Regions from separate parts of the Mus musculus genome. Here region 2 is linked to region 1. The links are chromatin contacts, called in public promoter capture Hi-C maps. All regions are on one chromosome and are shown on one strand. Each heading gives the region's core, a stretch centred on a gene start, on an enhancer-like site or on the middle of the called end of the contact. The rest is flanking DNA. Distances are from core to core; before and after follow the strand shown. Region 1 holds the start of Vegfd (vascular endothelial growth factor D). Region 2 overlaps Pir (pirin).

Region 1 (6,925 bases), core at 1,987-4,486:
CCAGTTTGTGACATTTCACGTTAAATTTGTACAGTTCAAAATGTCCCTCCCAAGGTTCATAGTCCCTTCTTCCTTTTGTCACGACTGAATAAAATTGTTCTTCTGCAAAGAAAACTACAACCAAATGTAGTAGGCTCATTATCTAGTTGTAGACTGGAATTTGTAGAGGAGAAGTGTGCTTGGGGTGAAACCCTTTTACGTTAGCCCTTTCCTCCATAGCAGTTTTTAGAAGTTCAAGAGTCCAGTTGAAATGAAGATGACAAAGCAAAATGGCAGGCACTGTGTATGCAAATCCTCTTCCAGTGCCTCCGACACTGGGTATTCTTGTAAACACCAGCCAACATTAATCAGACAAAAATATATGCCTCTTGGGCTGTCAGTTACTAGAGGCAAAGCATTTTGTCTAGTTAGCTTAATTTAGTCTCCTTTTTACGTTTTTTGTTTTGTTTTGCCTTTGCATGTTTATAGGCAGCCACAAACATCCTGAGTACTTGGCGGCTGGTTGTGGTTTTTGTGAATTATTAACAGCCTGCTCCTCCTGTGATTGAGTGGTCAGAATGATGACATTAGGCATAGAAGTCATAGCATGTTGGAATGGAAAACTATCTTAACTTTGATGGAGTTATGTCCCTCCTACAAGTGAGAAAAAAATGCAGATATTTCATTTTCTTAGCATATGCATTGATGCCATTTACTATTTACTAAGAATCGGTCATAGTCTTTTGCAAGTGCTAATTTATTGAGTCTTCAAAACCACACTGGAAACCTGTCTAGGGTGACAAGGGAATGAAGAAAAGATGGACATACAGACACATCTTCAGAGAGCTGGACTCGGTTGCCCTGTACTTGGTACCACTGACTATGCTACAACCCAGAATCTTGGCACTTTTCATGTGTGTGTGTGTGTGTGTGTGTGTGTGTGTGTGTGTGTGTGTGTATGTGTGTGTGTGTAGCACAGGGGAAAGAAGTTAGCTCATCTCTGTGGGGTCTCTGTGTGGGTGGTCTCTGCAGTTGGAGACATTGGTTCTTATCAATAATACACATTCAGTCAAGACTTCCTCTGTTCCCTACACCTTCCTAGGTGACCCAAGGACAGTTTATAAAACTGAGGGACATGGTATGGTGTCAAAATAGGATATAGATACATACTACAGAAAGTTGTGGCATAAGATTAGTGTGGCCTCACTGGGGAAACAATGGGAAAATTATTATGTGCAGCAAGTGAGTCCTTGACCCAGTATTTGGTCTGTTTGACTGATAAAATCTAAAGTGGCCTTTTCCTAGCCCTTTGATGAATTACAAAAAAATGGTTAACACTATGAAATAATTTTTAAAAATGCTTCTTGCCTTGAAATATATTAATAAAATTTATTAAAGCTATGGTGTTGGTGATCCCTGGCAAGAGGATGATCACACTAGTATAACATATCTTTTGGAATGGTGGGGGGGTGGGAAGATAAATTATGATGGGAATGAAAGATAAAACAATAGAAACATTAAAAAAAGTTAAAGAAAGACGAAAGTCCCTTTACTTGCAAGAGTATGATAGTGACTCGTGACAGGAAGGAGAAACTAGCCAAACTTAAAAACTTGACCTACTCTATGGTTCCTATAGGGCACATGAAGGTATCTTCTGGAGAACTACCAAAAAATGCAAATGTGCAAGTTGTTTGGAAGTGATTAATACTTCTCTTTGTTGTAAGGAAAATTCTGTTAGTTTTCAAAATAGATTGAGACACATCCCAGAAAGGCAGAGCCCCGTCCACTGCTTAGCCAGATACCAAAACTCTGCTACAATCTAGCTGGTTTTATAATATCAAGTTGGTTCAATTCCTGCCATAAGTTCAGGATCTACAAAATAACAACTACAGAATGTGCTGGAAAAAGGGATTGTCATTGCTTGTGAGGAACCTTCAGTAGACAGTGAGACTCAATCCTGTTTATCTAAGTCTGGTCTGAATGATAACATATAATTGTATATAGTCCTAGCCACAAAACACAAATGCTAACTAGTTCCGTATGACTGAACAGTGTGAAAATGGGCTATTGATGCCCAGCTATGCCTAGATTTTGTTTTAACTGAGGAGCTATAGGAATACATAACAATTATAGTGATAGAGGAACATGTCATCACCCAGAACTTTGTGAATGTCTCTTTCTGCCCTAGGTCCATTTGTGATGAATACCAATGAGGAAATTTCTCAGGCCATTCTTGATTTCAGAAATGCAAAAAATGGTTTTGAGGGGGCCAGAACCTGGAAGTCAAAGATTGGAAACTAATGAAGAGCTGAGACGCTGCCACTTGGATGGACTGGCCATTCGGTATATTAAATTTCCAAGGCTAGTTTAGCTGGTGCTTCTGAAGCCACATTAAGCTGGGCTTAGTGATGCAGAGTCCTTTAATCCCAGCACTCTAGGAGTCAGAGACATTGGGTATCTCCGATTTCCAAGCCCATCTGTCTTGAAAATGGAAAAATAAAAAATAGAATTCCACATTAAAAAGATGTTTTTTTGTAATGAATCTTCAGAATGCATTATATTCATGTTTGAAATTGTCAAAGAATATGTTTAATTTAAAAAGGAAAACTACAAACAATAAAAAAATGGCAGTAACATATGTAAAATATTTCCTGATACATGCAAATAATTTTACTTGTTGCTTTTAAAAAATCAATGTTCTTCATTTGGTAGAAATTATTAAGCACCTATAAAAATTAATTGCTATTTACATGTGCTTTTTTATATGGGAGTAGATAGATGCCTTTTTATTCTCTGCCCTTTGGGGTTTCTTGAAGCATGTTTTTTGTTGCTGCTGCTTTCTGTGCTGCTGACAGCAGATATCTGAGCATCTAAAGTCCCTCTACTGAAGCCCATCTGCCATCCTGGCCATCAGAACTGTGTTCTGGGTTTCATGTTACAGGCAACGTGCTTAAAAAAAAAAACACAGCAGTCCTGCCCATGTGAGTCAGCTTTTAAAACTGCCCTGCTCTTGCTAGGAACACAGCAGGATTCCAGCCAAGACTTCCCAGCGTTTTCTGCCAAACTCTGTCAGATTTAAGACATATGCTCCTGCAAGCTCTCTTGAAGGTTGTGAAAAAGTTTGAATCCATAGTTGGGTTTTAGCCTGCTGTAACTGCAAGTGTTTGTGGTCATACCACCTCCTTATAAAGCAGCTAGAACCTTGAGCGTAGGGTGGGGTTTTTTTTTTTATCTTCAACTTTCTGGATAAGAAATGTCTGTAGAGTGATTTCTAGTTTCAAGTGGAAGATATGACCACCTCCTGATTATTTTTGCAGCGGGAAACTTTGAAATATTTTTCATTGCTTTCTCCCATACTAAGATTGTGTGTGAGGCAGTGAGGGAGTCCCTTGACTTACTCAAGTCATTTCATTGGATTTTAATTACAACTGATCATGTGATTGTTTTTTTCCATGTAAAGTTTGGGGCTTCAAACTTTGCTTCTGGAGAATGCCTTTTGCAACACTTTTCAGTAGCTGCCTGGAAACAACTGCTTAGTCATCGGTAGACATTTAAAATATTCAAAATGTATGGAGAATGGGGAATGGGGAATATCCTCATGATGTTCCATGTGTACTTGGTGCAGGGCTTCAGGAGCGAACATGGACCAGTGAAGGTAGGTGAGCTTGAATATTTCTCTTTATTGGCTTTCACAGAAAAAGTCCTTTGCCCTCGCTGGTTTTGAAGCAGTCTAAAAGCCCTGCCTATTCTTAGCCTGTGTGTATTAATGCTTTACTTTGGGGGCTTAATAAGTTTCTTACCATGAATGTTTGAAAGTGTGTGTGTGTGTGTGTGTGTGTGTGTGTGTGTGTGTGTGTGTTTGGAATGGGGACAGAACATGAGCATTCTGGAAATCTTTGACACGGAACCAGTTTGCTCCCAGTTGTGCTTGCAGATGGCACAGTGGTTTTCTGTTGAAGCTGTGATTTGCCTCTGTGACACACACAATTTTGTGGGCCCTTGGTTTGTAGGTTTTTGTGAGCAGCCAGGTTGAGTAATTTCTTCTGTAAATTGAAAATCACAGTGGTTTTTGTGTGTGTGTGTGTGTGTGTGTGTGTGTGTGTGTGTGGATGTTTTCTGTCTGGTTTTGCTTATTACCAATTACCAATTGCTACCATTCAGGAAAGACAAGTTTTCTTGGGGTTTGTTTTTGTTTTCCTGTTTCTGCTTTAGAGAAATGTGTCTAAGATAAAGTAGTCAGCAGATCTTTGGTTCTATGAGCAGGCATCAAGGACAGCCCAAGACATTGAGAACCATGCAAAAAGGATGAACAATGGGATTACTGACTGCTAGAATAACATTTTCGTTTCATATTTTGTATCTTTCAAGCCTTTTTATTTTTGAAAAGGACCCGGATGCAATTGTTTTGACTGGAGTGCTACTAAATCATGACTGATTTAGAAATCTCTGGCTATGAGCAGATAGAAATCAGATGTGGGCTTGAGTTTTATGGCTTGAATTTTCCATACGGGGGAGCATATCGCCCCCCAGAGGGGAAAATTAGTTCATGACGATGTGAACTCTTTGACATGGGAACCATCATATGCATAGAGTCCATAAACAGGTAGTAACTCTGCATCCAGGTTTCATAGGTCAAGACTAACTGCTCCATTTACAGTTTTCACCCTGTCAACTATACTCAAAAGTGGATTTCCTTTCCCCTGCAGCCTGACATGGAGGTCCAATATCAAGGCTGGTGGCAGTCAGGTAGAGCTGAGAAGTGTCCTTTCTGCCATGTGCATTTTGGACTCACAAAGCTTGAAAGAGTCAGGCTGCTACATCGAAGACTTTCTAACCCAGCATAGTACATAATACTGTTCGACAGTTCACTTACTACCAGCCTTCAACCCTATGCCCCAGTGAAGTCATCCCTCTTCAGAATTTTTACTCTTTTATAGACACAGCTACCAGAATCCTCTCTGTGTCCTGGATATAGTGAAGTTTTAAGTTTACTGTTTCTACTTAAATTTCTTGAATGGGGCAGTGAGAAAGAGCGACTGGATTTTTATGTGACAGAAAACATGCCCTAACAGATGGCAAATGTGCAACATGTGTTTACTAACATGCCTTTCAATGTTTCTCTTACATGTCCTTATATTTTCCCTTGAAAAAGAGGGAAGCTACATCTAGTGAGTTTACAGCTACCGGGCCCCCAGCTAAATTAGATTGTTTCTTATATGAAGTGCTGCCTGTAATTAAAGTTTGGGGACACACATTACTGGGTGGTGAAGCATAATAAAATACATAATTTTGATTTATATATTCTCTTCTCCCCACACACCTTTTTTAAGTGTAAAAATCAATTTATTATACAGCAATCACACAGAATGCTTCTCATCTAGGAGGAAAATGGCTTCTGCCTCCCTTTCCACCCGACTCACGATACTGTGTTCTTCAGATGCCATACTTTCAAAGGAAAATAAAAAGGCCTCAATTTCCAAAGAAGCAACCTCTACTAACATTTTTAAGTGACACAGGAATGTTTGGAAAGGACTAGAAAAGAATGATCTGTAACATACAAAATGCTATTCTGCCCATTTTGGTAAAAATAAAATTAATCCTCTGATGTGGGAAGTCAGGAACTTATCTACCAATATGTATAAATATAATTGTGATGGGTTGACATTTTCTATGCTAAATTCATTCAGCAAATATTCCATTTTATTTTAAAAGTTGGAGAAAATTAAGGTTTTGTTTGTTTGTTTGGTTGGTTGGTTTGGTTTTGGTTTTGGTTTTGGTTTTGGTTTTGGTTTTTCGAGACAGGGTTTCTCTGTATAGCCCTGGCTGACCTGGAACTCACTCTGTAGACCAGGCTGGCCTCGAACTCAGAAATCTGCCTGCCACTGCCTCCCAAGTGCTGGGATTAAAGGCTTTGTATAGTATCCGAGTACTTTTGTTCTCATGAATAAAAGGGAATTCACTTGGGAAAACAGTTTTTTTTTTTAATCAGATTTTAGAGACAAGTTTTTTATTCTTCTATTTTAGAAAATTCACACTGAGATGGCCTTTCTCAGTGCAGATTTCTTAGAAAATTCACACTGAGATGCCCTTTCTCAGTGCAGATTTCCTAGCTCTGCATGGTTTGTCAGGCCTTGGGTGGTTTGAGGCTTAGTGCTGCACTGAGCCTTTGCAAACACACCCCTTTTAAAATGAAAACAAAACCAATGAAATCTATTTCTTAACAGTGATGTCCTTCTTATTTAAATTAAAATGTATCATAGAAATAGATTCAGGGTAGGAATGGTTTAAGATACTGGTACTTGATTAGTTTTTGCCTTTAGATATACAAATATGTAACTTGTTATTCAAATCAGCATGGGTCCCCCTCAGTACTAAGTCTATGAGAGTATCCTTTTCTCCACTCTCCCTTCTCTGGCCACATCTGTTCTAGAATGGCTGTGATGTTAAATCTATCTCCAGGTTGCTCCCTCCTCCTGGTCTGAACTTAACTTCTTAGCTTAGAGAATTATGCTGTTTATTTAGCTTAGACAGGCAGCAACTGTGGTACTCTTCTATGAATCTGTGATTTTTTTTTCTACTATAATAACGTAAATGTCTACGAGCATTCAGGACAATTGTGCTTAATGCCATTTGAGTGAAAAACATCCTAATTTTACTCTAGCCTTGTAGTTTATGCTTGGAAAACTAGCTGTTTGGTGTCAACAGTGCTTGGAATATGTAAGCTGAGGCAAATCATTTCTGAAATCTTTTTTTAAAAAATTAGTTTAAAAAACTGTGCTTGCTTCATTAATATATTCAGATTGCTGCCTAGATATGGGATTTATTTCAGTTTCTATTTTCTCAAGTGCTTTATACAGTTGAGATGAGCAGAGATAGTTTCCTATGGTAGTCACTTCACAACAGCCTATCTTATAGATCTAACCATATTATTCAGTTATACCCTCTA
Region 2 (6,309 bases), core at 1,559-4,058, 50 kb before region 1:
ATCTTATCCTTGCCAAATAGTTTCTCATGTTAGATCTTGATGCACTTTCTTGCAAGAACTCTTAAAATATTTTAGTAAATACCAAATGGAGCCAATACAGATTAAAAATATCATAATGCCCCGTAAGGAATATTTTAGCATTGTGTAATAGATTTGCTGACTCAATTTTAGAACTTATTGCCTCTGGACTAGAGACAAAGAATAGGAAGGCTCCTTGTTGGCAGATATAGAGGCTGTTTGTGGTCTCACTTTTATTGGGCTATGTATTTTTTTTAAAGAAAATGGAGTTTTTTCTCTTTGTCTTGGATTAAATATCCAAGATGTGGGACATCTGCATCCTTATGGGAAGGATACAGACTCAAAGGGTGAAGAAATCAAACTCCAGTTTCACTGTGACCCTGTTACCAGTTAACTTTCAGGTCTCTGAGTTTCATCAGCATCTTCACTCTCATTGCCTTTAGTCCTCCTCTCCTTGCTCCCTCTCCCATAAACAAAAGGCAGGAAAAGGAAATAGAGTGTTACTGTTAATTAAAGGGCTGCTTGGAAGATGATTCTATGGAAACTACACCGAAAGATAATTTCACTGTGTCCAAAATTCTCTGACAGTTAAGAAACTCAATGCTCAATCCTGTCTGCATCTTTTATTGTCCATAGAGGTCACACTGCTTTCTGACCCTTCTCAACTCCTACACTGCACAGAGGCATTGACGTGTAGTCTAAGAGCTCCTAGTCTTCTCTCTATGTAGCGATTCATGTAATCATCCAAATAAGATTACAGGGTTTTAGTTTGTCCCACATTATTTTGACAGTGAGGATAGAAATTAATCTGTCCTGCTTCTTATCTGAAGTTGTTCAACATAATCAAGAATTCAAAAAATTAGAGTGCTTTAGGTTAGAGACAGAAGACATCATTTTATTAAAGATCATTGGTCTAGTCTAAAGTTAGGAGTCTGCTATAAATACGGTGGAAAATCTACTTTTAAATTCCTCACACCTTGGAAGGCATGGCTCTCCATGTGGATGCATGGAAAGGTGTCTGAGAGGAAACAGAGGAGCTTGGACAGCCACAAGAGAGATGTACAACATGATTCTAGGAGCTCTTGGGTGCTAAATGACTTTCTGTTAGATGGAACCCCTGAGCCAGTTGATAAACACCTGGGTTTCCCCACTGAGACGTTCCCATTTTGCCAGCAGAGAAAGATTGAGCCAAGTGTACCTAGAAATGTAATGACTGGAATATATTACAGATTGTCAGCTGAGGATGTAGCTCCATGCTAGAGATCTGGCCTAGTGTGTACAAGGCTGAGTTGAAGCCTTAGCACCGATGAGAGAAGAGCAGTAAAAGAGGAAAGCGGTTATAGGTCCTCCATCAGTGTTCTTTTGCAAGAAAGAATTAATAGATAGCCAGAAAAAGCAATATGCTAGTGAGTACACAGTTTCTTAAAAAGGAAATATGGGGCTGGAGCGATCTCTCAGCAGTTAAAAGCACTGGCTGCTTTCAGAGGACCCAGGTTTGATTCCCAGTACCTCCATGGTTGCTTGCAATCATCTCTAATTCCAGTTCCAGGGGAGACAGTGCTCTACTCTGCCCTGTTCAGATACCAGGTATACATGTGGTGCACATACATAGGTGGAGGCAAAAAAAATATGCAAAGTAAAAAAAAAAGAAAGGTTTGTTTTGTTTAAAAAGGGAAAGCCAAGTGGCCTAACTCACATATAATAAGTCCCCATTCAGCACCTGGTACTCAGGTACATATAATATGAACATATAGAATATATGTTCAATATATTAATTATTATTCTTTCTTTTTTTTTGAGACAGGGTTTCTCTGTGTAGCCCTGGCTGTCCTGGAACTCACTCTGTAGACCAGGCTGGCCTCGAACTCAGAAATCCGCCTGCCTCTGCCTCCTAAGTGCTGGGATTAAAGGTGTGAGCCACCACGCCCAGCAATTATTATTCTTATAATAACAATATTTAGTATTCTTTGCTAAATTGATAATATTATGCAAACTAAGTGTCAAATTGAAAAAGTATGGTAATACCAATTTTTGCTTCTTAAATGAAGTGAAAGCTAAGATAGTCAACTGTTTTTACAGGCGTTTCCTAAGTGACTTGATAAAAGAGAATTTAGTTGGAAGCAAGCCAGTTACTGTAAGAAATTAACGTACTGATGTTTTGTCCCAGTAAAGAAATATAGATTTGTACTATAGAGACATTGCCTTTAGGCTCGTTCTTTTCTGTTACTCTTACATGCCCGCATACACACTTTTCAAAAGTTTTAGGCAGGTTAGTTTGTTTTTATGTTTTTCCTCATTAGCAATTAATTCTTCTCCTTAGTGTCTATAATGAGGGGAATATATAAATGTCCAAATAGGGAATTGATTAGAATATGTAACCTTGTAACAGCAGAGTAGATGTAAAAACTATGGTGTTTCAAACCTGCTCTGAAGTGTAGCAAAAATTATAGAGCTGAGAAAAGACACTGACAAGCAGTGTATACTTTCAGAGGAAAAACAAAACAAAACAATGTCTAACCAAATAATTATGTTAACAAATTTGTTTTGGGTTGTGGTAATTTTCACCCATAAGGGAACCAGCAAGAAACATGGCTAGAGGTTTACAGTAATATTCATGTTAAGCTCACAAGTTACACACACACACACACACACACACACCACCCACAAAACACAATAGGCAGCACTCGGAGGTGGCCTAATAGGATAATGACAGCATAGAAGCTAACAACTCTGCTTGCTTTTCTTACAGAGCACTGGGATTGCTATTCCCTCATGGAGCGCCTTAGACTAATTCACTTCCTTGGGCTATTATAGTCAATTGGTGAAGTTGACGCTTAAAAAAAAAAAAAAACCTCACAAAACAGCTCCCTGAAAGAAATATGGTGTGTTTACACATCTTGTGTGCCACTAGATCTCTGACACTTGTTTTCCGTGGCACACAGCATGGTGGGAGAAGGAGCAAACCTCAGGAATATAAACAGACAACCTTCATCTGTGGCAGGAACAGTAGTAAAATGGAAGATACTTCAGGTTGCCCCAGTCACCGAGAGAAATGTAGCAGTCTCTCTGTCCTGGGAAAATGGTTTTAAGCATATGGGTTCCATATGGGAGCAATTTCCATCTCCTAATTAAGAGCAGATTTATAAATAAAAGAAGAGGAAGGAAGCCAGCCTGTCAAGGGCGTGAAACCAAAAGTCAGGGTAACTGGGAAGGCTTTGAAGAAATGAAGGTAGTTGGCTTTTGGAAGGAAGTGGTTTCATAGGCCTTATTTTGTCTTGAATGTTTAGAGATCATTATAGGAGTGTTGCCTGAGACTCATTAGGGCTTTAATGCTGACTTGTTTCTAGAGAAATAGAGACCAGCCCCAACCACTGAATTGGCAGTGGCTAGGAAAATGTACCCTTAATCTCTTATGATGCATTGCTTATCTTCTTGAAACTTGATTGCATGGCTCCCAAACAATAAGATTTTAAGGAATACAAGCTTAAAACACTTTCGAGCATTTTGCAAACATTTCCAATAGAGAATTATGACATGAAAAGAAAGGAGGAGGAAAAATAGCTTTGGAATTCTGTGCCTTCATGGGCACTGGTAATTGAAACCAAAAACAAACAAATAAACAAAACTCAACAACCAGAAAAAGAGGTAAAATAAAATAATTTCATTGCTGAAATTTAAGTTCATTTGGCAAGTCTGTACTAAAATTTGTTGAGGGATTGTGTTTTTCAGTTTATCACAGACACACAGCCAATGTTTAGTTTTAATGAGAGAGAATATGATATAGATAAGTCCTCATTATTTGAGTAACTATTCATACTTTAATGTACATAAAGATACACAAACACAGAAGGGAAGGATACAATGTACCTATTGGTATGCAATAAAAGTAGTAAATCCAGACTTTCTCAAAGTGCATTTGACATTGACATTATTGTCTTGGAGTTGAATAAACACAATTTATATCTGCTACTTCAACTGAATTCCCAGAGAGACGAGACAGTAAAAAATCAAAATCTTCTTGCTTTTCAAACAAAAACAACAAAAAATAAAACCTGTATTTTGTGTGTGTGTGTGTGTGTGTGTGTACTGAAATGAAAACTTAAGGTTTCTTTGGAAAATCAGTTGGATGGTGCTTTGCTGGGGCAAACAAGTGAAGGGGTGTTTTCCTGAGGTAGGATACAGGTGAAAAGCTAAGGCAGACTTGTGAAGGAACGTTTGGCTGAAGCAGACATGAAAGAAAGGATGTTCTACTAACGCAAACGTGTGAAAGGACTCGTGATAAAAGATTCTTTCCCAACAGCACCCATGTATTGGTCTGCCTTACATTGTGTAGTTGAGCTTCATTTGTCAGGATTCCATACAAACCAAAACCTTCTGGTGGTGTGCTGCAGTTTCTTGCTGCTTCCTCGGACTCTGGCTGACTGACAGAGAGATGTCAGCTGAGACAGATGCATGTGCTGAGGCAAGACCCGTGGAGGACACGTGATGTTTGGAGAGCTATAAATAGGACTTGATGAACAGTGACAGAGATTGAGCTTGGCTTTCTGGTAGAGCTAGCTAGCTTGTTGGTCTCTCTGATCTTCACTCTGCTGAGAGAAATATATCCTGGAACGTTTCCCCGTGTTCCTCCTTGGTCCCTCTTGCTAACTTGTGCTGAGGCTGATGCCTAGCTGTCTCTGCTAGGTCATGTCACTGCTCTTGCCAACCTGACTCTGCTGAACTGGACTGCTGGTGTATCCATTAAGTGTTCAAGCTGCCACAGCTAATCTGTGAACTGAGCTGTTGATTTCGAGACAACACAGATAGGATTTGCTTCAAAGAACCTTTCTAAACAGGTCCACTTTCCCTCATATCCTTTCTTTCCCAATACTTCTGGTGGGTGGTAGACTAGAAAGGAGGTTAAAGTGTTTAAGAACAATCAAAAAATAAGGCTTAACATTTGACAAGATCCAACACCCATTCATGATAAAAGTCTTGGAAAGATCAGGAATTCAAGGCCCATACCTAAACATGATAAAAGCAATCTACAGCAAACCAGTAGCCAACATCAAATTAAATGGAGAGAAGCTGGAAGCAATCCGACTAAAATCAGGGAATAGACAAGGCTGCCCACTTTCTCCCTACCTTTTCAACATAGTATTTGAAGTATTAGAGCAATTCGACAACAAAAGGAGATCAAGGGGATACAAATTGGAAAAGAGGAAGTCAAAATATCACTTTTTGCAGATGATATGATAGTATATATATATATATATATATATATATATATATATATATATATATATATATGTGACCCTAAAAATTCCACCAGAGAACTCCTAAACCTGATAAACAGCTTCGGTGAAGTAGCTGGATATAAAATTAACTCAAACAAGTCAATGGCCTTTCTCTACACAAAGAATAAACAGGCTGAGAAAGAAATTAGGTAAACAACACCCTTCTCAATAGTCACAAATAATATAAAATATCTTGGCGTGACTCTAACTAAGGAAGTGAAAGATCTGTATGATAAAAACTTCAAGTCTCTGAAGAAAGAAATTAAAGAAGATCTCAGAAGATGGAAAGATCTCCCATGCTCATGGATTGGCAGGATCAACATTGTAAAAATGGCTATCTTGCCAAAAGCAATCTACAGATTCAATGCAATCCCCATCAAAATTCCAACTCAATTCTTCAATGAATTAGAAGGAGCAATCTGCAAATTCATCTGGAATAACAAAAAACCGAGGATAGCAAAAACTCTTCTCAATGAATAAAGAACCTCTGGGGGAATCACCATGCCTGACATAAAGCTTTACTACAGAGCAATTATGATAAAAACTGCATGGTACTGGTATACTGACAGACAACTAGACCAATGGAATAGAATTGAAGAACCAGAAATGAACCCACACACATATAGTCACTTGATCTTCGACAAGGGAGCTAAAAGCATCCAGTGGAAGAAAGACAGCATTTTCAACATTTAGTGCTGGCACAACTGGTTGTTATCATGTAGAAGAATGTGAATTGATCCATTCCTATCTCCTTGTACTAAGGTCAAATCTAAGTGGATCAAGGAACTTCACATAAAACCAGAGACAGTGAAACTGATAGAGGAGAAAGTGGGGAAAAGCCTCAAAGATATGGGCACAGGGGAAAAGTTCCTGAACAGAACAGCAATGGCTTGTGCTGTAAGGTCGAGAATTGACAAATGGGACCTCATGAAACTCCAAAGCTTCTGCAAGGCAAAAGACACCGTCATTAAGACAAAAAGACCACCAACAGATTGGGAAAGTATCTTTACCTATC

Evidence for each region. Promoter capture Hi-C pulls out the DNA fragments that hold promoters and counts their contacts.
Region 2: a contact with region 1 is called in a promoter capture Hi-C map of pre-B cells, with 2.6 times the contacts expected there. The contact joins the enhancer-like site here to the promoter of Vegfd in region 1. A contact is called at or near these places in 5 of 39 promoter capture datasets (the 3T3-L1 cell line, frontonasal cranial neural crest, hippocampal neurons and 2 more), 1 of 15 datasets of contacts at CTCF or cohesin (CD8 T cells), 6 of 484 Hi-C or Micro-C datasets (the HL-1 cell line, the N1E-115 cell line, embryonic fibroblasts and 3 more), 3 of 115 datasets of contacts at active chromatin or transcription factors (CD8 T cells, effector CD8 T cells and embryonic stem cells) and 3 of 9 other capture datasets (adipose tissue, liver and pancreatic islet).

What each region holds. Positions count from the first base shown.
Region 1 is chrX:164,370,286-164,377,210 of GRCm38.p6, forward strand. Vegfd (vascular endothelial growth factor D) reads left to right here and starts at 3,237. Exons shown (of 7, transcript NM_010216.2): 1 at 3,237-3,634. The coding sequence starts at 3,545. Pir (pirin) reads left to right here. Exons shown (of 10, transcript NM_027153.3): 10 at 2,168-2,728. The coding sequence ends at 2,280.
Region 2 is chrX:164,320,578-164,326,886 of GRCm38.p6, forward strand. The region is part of intron 5 of Pir (pirin); the gene reads left to right. Among named protein-coding and RNA genes, the nearest start is that of Gm22023, 41 kb to the left of the region's middle. Within about 2 kb of position 2,809, at least 11 of the 459 cell types and tissues checked have an H3K27ac peak or open chromatin away from gene starts, as enhancers often do. A contact at or near this core is called in CD8 T cells, effector CD8 T cells and pre-B cells, where this site is marked.